Linked DNA regions of Bicyclus anynana: region 1 is linked to region 2. The links are chromatin contacts, called in public Hi-C maps. All regions are on one chromosome and are shown on one strand. Each heading gives the region's core, a stretch centred on a gene start, on an enhancer-like site or on the middle of the called end of the contact. The rest is flanking DNA. Distances are from core to core; before and after follow the strand shown. Region 1 overlaps LOC112045973. Region 2 has its middle 12 kb from the start of LOC112045973.

The links. Hi-C and Micro-C count contacts between places; a contact is called where the count stands out from the background.
Region 1: a contact with region 2 is called in a Hi-C map of whole body, with 2.7 times the contacts expected there. The contact joins two enhancer-like sites. A contact is called at or near these places in 2 of 2 Hi-C or Micro-C datasets (whole body and whole larva).

What each region holds. Positions count from the first base shown.
Region 1 is chr18:13,609,791-13,613,293 of ilBicAnyn1.1, reverse strand. LOC112045973 reads right to left here. Exons shown (of 9, transcript XM_024082397.2): 4 at 1-496. Among protein-coding and RNA genes, the nearest start is that of LOC112045944, 14 kb to the left of the region's middle. Within about 2 kb of position 2,138, at least 7 of the 8 cell types and tissues checked have open chromatin away from gene starts, as enhancers often do.
Region 2 is chr18:13,571,262-13,575,217 of ilBicAnyn1.1, reverse strand. No RefSeq gene overlaps it. Among protein-coding and RNA genes, the nearest start is that of LOC112045973, 12 kb to the left of the region's middle. Within about 2 kb of position 2,442, at least 1 of the 8 cell types and tissues checked has open chromatin away from gene starts, as enhancers often do.

The DNA of each region.
Region 1 (3,503 bases), core at 889-3,388, 38 kb before region 2:
GTTCTAGTATCATGGGGGCCGAACGTCGGCACCAGCAGTTTGTTCGCACTGACCGGTACAGGGACCAATAGTGAGTTACTCTCGCTTTTATACTGGTATGTGTGTGTTATTGGTCTGATGGGAGAAGCTTCTCGACTTTTGTTGATATCCTGCCGTAGCTTCGAGTCGTATGTTGTCAAGTTTGTATAGCCGTTCACCGAACAGGCTAGGTTTAGATAGCTGGGTTTCTTTTGGGGGATTTCGTCGCGTTTTTTCAAATGGCTCCTAGATCTATGACTCGAGGTATCTACGAAAATTTTAGGGGGTGGTTTGAGGAGGTTGTCATTCCTTCTGGGTGTTGGGGTGGTGTCGTCGGGTGTTTTGGCTGGGGATACCGGCGCTTGGGGGGTAGAACTGGGTTGAATGGAAGCCCTCTCTTGCAACCTAGATGTGAAATCACGTATCCTACTAGTTGTTGACGAAGGCGTGAGGAGATTCAAGCTACCGGATGTAGTATCTGTAACAATAAAGACTATTTTCAGTTTCTATTTACGGGGTGTTTGTGTATTTTTGAAACAGATGTTAAGAAAAATATACATTTGGAAGGGATGCACTAAAAGCAAAAATAACAGTATTTTAAATGTGGAATATCTAAGATCTCTTAGACAATGTCATGCTGAAGTAAATGTTATTCTAGCTTTTGTTGAAAATTAGCAGACATTACTTGTTCTTTGCATAAGTTCTTGATCCACATTTTTGTTGCAAAAAACCTGACAAATCAGTGTCAATAGATTGAATTGTCAAGATCAGTTTGTAGATTGAATTGTGAAGATTTAGTGATGTAATGAATCACATTTTTCAGATCTGTTATCTGGGTGGTATTATTACCGCGGTTTATAGAGATTTTTATACAAAATGGAAATGTGAATTCTCACACACACACATACACACAGTATGCAACACCATATTTAAATTATCTGTCGAATTTTTAGTGAAATTACAGACACACAGGCTAAAATTTACGCCTCAGGTGAATGAATAGTGACTCGTTTACTGATTGGAGTAATACTATTAAGTCACAGGTGGCTTTTTTGTAGTTTGATGAATCGTTTGTTTAAAATGGTTAATAAAGGAAAATGTTTTCACATCAACACTCACAAATAAAAGTTAGGAAATAATCACACATTATAACGGTTGCATAATATATAAGGTTACAAAATCACGGTTAAAGGACATATGAATTAAAGTAATGAATAAAATTAAATTAAGCAATCCCATATCTGACTGATTAGTGGTTATCATCATGATTCAAGGTTGCCCATATTAATTATTATATTGGTCAACTGACGTAATGTAATCATAGATTACTGTAATTCAGATAATTTATTAATTAGATTATTCTAAATTACTTTACATCATTTGTTGCACCCAACTAAATAATTGGAATTCTTCAAATAAGCTGCTGCTTTTATTTTATTTTAGTTATATATAATGCCATAGATAAATGGCACAAAGTATGACATAAAGCACAAAAATATCACAATAACTATGGGAACCATGGATTTTACTGGAATTAATAGAATATTGCCTATATTGTTCAAAAATATTTTTTTGCTTCTTGTCTTTCAGTTGAATTCAAATTAAAATTGGTTCACTAATAAAAATATAAATAGTACACTTCCAGATCTGCCGCATTTCATTTTCATGAAAATTGGTTTATAATATTGTGTTAAAGTTAAAATAATTGAAATATGTGTTTGAAGTCGTTTCCATTTTTATGTAAAAAATATTATTTATATATTACTAGCGTACATCTAAAATAGTAAAAAATCTAGGAAAAACTTGTAAAGAAAAGTACAAATAAATAAATTCATAGAAAGTCATAAAAATAATATTTCTGAAGTAATTGTTTTTCTTAAAAGTTCTTATAAAGTCAGGGACAGCATATGCCTTATATCTTTTAAGGTTGACTTACTATAACCTGCTCTCACAAACAATTATGTGTGTCCACTAGTTACTAATACATTACAACAAAAACTACAAGCTTCAGCAAGAATTACAACAAAGTAAAAACAATAAACATGACACCTGTATAAACACTGATCACTGGCCGTGTGAAACAGGTTTCAGAACAAGGAAATTATCCACAAAGAGGACGTGTGACCTTGACCTTGCTACCTGCTCACAATGCCTCAACTGAGATGAATACAGGCATATGTGTACACATATAGAGCAGGACATCTCCTTGTGATATACTTTGTCTGGAAATGTACTGCCATCTTGCTTATTTATTATTAACCACCAGATGCAGTACGGTTTCACTCGTGTAGTTCACGTTACAGTAGGAATACAGGGATAAAATATAGCCTATAGCATTCAGGGATAATGATGCTACCCAACAGTAAAAGAATTTTCCAAATCAGTTCAGTGGTTACAAATCTTTCCTCTGTATAATATTAGTTTATCTGAATGACTGCAGACAAAGCTGTATTTTGCGGGGATCTTTAGGTTTCATATTACATCCTCATTTAATACATATCCTCTTGTATCCTTGCACTTGCAATATCAACATTTATCTGGTAAAATAACTTTAATTGCTCTGCATTACATATCCATACCATGCTAACTTTTAACTCCGTTTATTACATTTTTCTGCCATTGGAGCCATTTTCAGATCACTTAATGTAAAACTGTAGGTATTTTATAGACTAGAAATAGTTAATAATATACATACTAATAATGTTATTGTTAGTTAATATAGAAGACAGCTGTCAGTGGATACTGGGTAGTCAATGCTAATTACATCTAAAACTGTGGGCCCATTTCCCACATCTAGAGAATATGTTCTGTGACATATATGTAAATGTTCTTCATTTGTCTTGGATAGTTCATTAACAGTAAAATAGTAAAATTCATACAGGCATACACATGAAAAATTGCAAGCATCAGCTAAAAATACATAAAATGCTATTCAAGTAATAAGAAAAAGTAAAACTTTGAATGCCAATAATAATCGTTATTTTTATTATTTCAATTTAATTTCAACTACAGAGCTATATCTTAGCATTCCATGGATTCACCGTGCAGGTGCCGGGTCCATCGCGTGGTAGAGAGAAAAACACTGTGCAAAGTCCAGGACTTGTGACTACTGGATGTAGGGTTAAGGAATTCAAGGAAGTCCCCTCGTGTTATTCTCCCTACCTATCCAAATTTGGTAAGATCCTATTTGAGCAGCTTTGGATACCCGTTCTAATATAAAACTAGCTGCACTTCTAGAGAGACCAAGGTCTTTAAGCAAGTTATAGAGAGATTTTGCTGGTAATCCTCTCGCACCTACTTCTACAGCGTACAGACTAACTACATAGCCATTTTTAGTTAGTTCATTTGTTAGGTCATAATATTTATTATAATATATGCAGGGCCGGATTAAGGAGGTCTAGCGGCGAACGAAGTTGCGGGTGTCTGCTAGTACAAAATACAGGGATAATAAAGCATATGACTCTCACAAATAATGTAGTGGTCAA
Region 2 (3,956 bases), core at 1,193-3,692:
GCGGGATTATGCCCTGCCGCTGCGTTACTGATGATACCTAAAATTTTCCATTGTGCATCTTCACGCACGATGCTCCAAAACGCGAGAGACGAATATGTTAGCATTCCATGAATTCACCGTGTGGTTGCCGGGTCCACCGCTTGGTAAAGAGAAAAAATCCGAGCAGAGTCGAGGACTTGTGACCACTGGATGTAGGGTTAAGGAATTCCTTGACATAAAGTTGACTGTAAATATGTAAAATTAGTCTGAAAATGTCTGACTTCTAATGACCATTCAGAGGTCAGACTTAACCTATATTTTATCTTCAGCCCAAAGTGCATACATAACTACAGAAGCTTTCAGATAGCAGTGGAATTACTTAAAAACCAAGATAATAATGCATTTTTGTTTTATCACCTTTTAAGTAGATATGATAATGGCTTCTGACAACACAAAATATTTTACAGGTTAAAAGTAAATAAAAATACAATGGATAATAATATAGATTTCTGTCTATTAGACTATCATGAACATGATTTTATTCTGTAACCATTTTGGTAGGCAAACATTTTTTCTGTTTGACGTTTTAAATAATCAAATAAGCTCAATCGTTATTAGCTTATTAGCTTTGTAAATGACTATTATGATTTATGTATTTCATATTAATACATTCAAATAAAAGTATTTTTGTTTTTCTTCTCTGGGTTTATCTGTGATCAGTAAAGAACTAAAAGCAGATAAATAAATAAATAATAATAAATAAATAAATAAATAAATATACTTAAACAATACGCATCACTATCTAGCCCCAAAGTAAGCATACAGAGTAGCTTGTGTTATGGGTGCTAAGATAGTTGATATTATAATATTAATATACAATTATATACTACATATAAATACTTATATAATGTATAAATACACACAGACACTGGAAAACACTCATGTTCATCACACAAATATTTTCCAGTTGTGGGAATCGAACCCACGGCCGTGGATGCAGAAAGCAGGGTCACTACCCAATGCGCCACGCGGCCGTCGAATGGCGAAGATGTGTGGCGAATGTGTTATACCCTAAACCCTGAAGTAATGAACACAAAAAAACAGAACAGAAAACTAATGTAATTATATTACTTTACATCATTAGACAGTGCAGGCTTATTATCTTAAATACTAATCTGAGTCAACACATTCAAAACATTTTAGAAATGGCTATTGTCTACACCCATTGTGGATTATAAGTTAGTCAAAGAAGAATTTATACATTCGTCTAAACTTATATACACTCTGGTCTCTGCCAGTTGTGCGAGACATCAATAATAAATAATAATTAGTAGTATTATAGATAGTGTACTAGCCAACAATATGGTCAATATTATTTGACATTCTGATATTTAAATACTAATTCTTACATAAGAGCCACCACCCCGCTAGCAAAGAGATTATGCATTTTCTGGGCTATGGTATCAGTAAATCAGTCTACAGTTAAGGCGTTGGACTTGGGGTTGCCAGGTCACGAAGTCCAATAAGTCCAGTGCAAGGGTGAAAAGGCCGGACACATTATTGAGAACTTTGTGTCTCTATAGGTATAGTTCGACACCGTTTGTTTTGGCCGGACACACAATCAAAAAGCCCAACTGTGTCTGGCTTGATCTAGACCCCTGGCAACGCTAATTGGACTAAATACAAGGTTCTATGTTCTAACTCTTGACTTTTACGCTGAATCCTGAAACTTTTTCTTAGTTAGAGGGTAATGGTGAATATCAATCATGTTTTAAAAGACATGGTTAATATAATTTTATTAAATAAAAAAACCAACTTATATTTTATTGCTATTCCTAGTTCAATTGAGGCCATGAGGCACACCCACTTATTAGCAGACATTAATATAGCTATAACTAAAATCAAGCTTTAGCAATTTTTCAATGCATGTATAAATATTTCAATTTTATTTTTAAATGCGTATTTAAATACATTGTAACTAAAAATAATATTTTTATAAAATATTGTTAAGATTGATTAATTAGGCGAGACACGATTTATTTTATCATTAAAAATAAAATTAACAGGTAGCAGGTAAACAAATAAATACTGACACTGAGGTCCTACCGTCCGTTAATTAGCTATGTACCTAAACCAACTTTAAAAATAGAATACTAATTTAAAATATGTATCAAAATAACGTTCGATAATAGTTTGAAACAAAGAGGTTCTAAACTTGAACTTGGGAATAAAAAAAAATAATAAAAACAACACCTACCTGCCGACCCGGAGCAAGGATCACGAATTGTACAGCCACAGCAATTAAAGTAAGTTTATAATCTATTTACATGAAAGTATTGAACAGTTTTTTCACGTTTTATGAGTTTTGCTTGAATATAATTACCGCACATTTAATGAAAACAAATAGTTTTTATGCGCAAAAACCATCTTCGCGAAACACAATTGATTGATTCGCTGACAAGGTTGCCATATTAAAATCAACAAAAGTTTAGTGAAGAAAAAGTCAATTTAGGATTGCCGCATTTTTGTACAGTAAATAAATAATTCTTTTTGCATCTTGAACTAATGAATTCACTGTTGTTGTTTTTTTGAGAACATTCAACTATTCTGTAAATCTAAAATTTTTACAGATATGCCGTTCTATTTCGACTGCGAGTAGTTTATATTGGTGGATTTACCTTTTGCACTTTATAATCATAGATTAATGAATAATTTTTCATGAATAATATTGAAAAATTAATTTTCAATATTATTCATGAAAAATGGCGTCTTATGTTTTTATTGGTAATTATTGATTAATATATTAATTTACGTAGTTGTTGTTAAAGCCTATTTATTATTTTCGTAGAATTCTGACATTTCTATTTCCGTTTCCGATGTTTCTATAAGTAAAACAGTTCCCTTAAAGAAGACAAATGACAAACTCAACTAAAACGAAACGAAAAAAAATCGTTTATAGAAATAAAATGTATACTCGCTTAAGTTTTAATTAAATTATAAATCAACAAAATATTATCTTAATCTATACTAATATTATAAAGAGGTAAAGTTTGTAAGTTTGTAAGTTTGTAACAATTTTTTGAAATGGGGTAATCTTCGGAACTACTGGACCGATTTTAAAAATTCTTTCACCAGTAGAATGCTACGTTATCGGGGAGTGCTATAGGCTATATTTTATATTTCTATCATATATAACTACTGAGTAGTCGCGGGTTTTCTCTTACAGGTCAGACCGAAAAACTTACTTTTTCGCATGCGCTGCCTCAACCATTGCGTATAACTGAAATAAATGTATGGAGGCTTTTTGAACCTTTAAAAGTTCTACAAAAAAGTCCGCGACACCATATATCTATCTTTTATATTTTAGCAGATATAGTACCTTTAGTACTTTAATAAATTATTTAAATTTTAAACTAAGGTTTACGTCATTATTTACACAACTAAACTTAAATCCTTATCAAAATAAATTATTTAATAATCACAAGGATATTATAGAGATAAGATTTGCCCTTTACAGTATGTTAATTAGTTATATAGTTTCGGAGATAATACAAAATTTCTGAAAGTCGCAGAAATGCCGCTATATGACGCCCCGCGGTTTCAATTACGTGGTTCCCGTTCCCGTATGAATATGAGGACCAAACATAGCCTATGACACTCGCAAATAATGTAGCTTTCTATTGGTAAAAGAATTTTCCAAATCGGTCCAGTAGATCCAGAGATTACCCCCGACAACCACACAAACTTTACCTCTTTATAGTATTAGCATAGAAGTCGCTTGGGAAATTATAGTCTTTTGGTCATTGCACCACGCACAAAATGCTGGACCAATTTTGCTGAGGGTAGGGATAGGATAGAGGTAGGGAAGGGGTAGGATAGAGGTAGGGTAGGGGTAATTTAGGGAAAGTGTGGGGTAGGGTAGGGTAGGGTACGGATAAGGTAGGGGTAGTGTAGGGTAGGGGCAAGGTAGAGGTAGG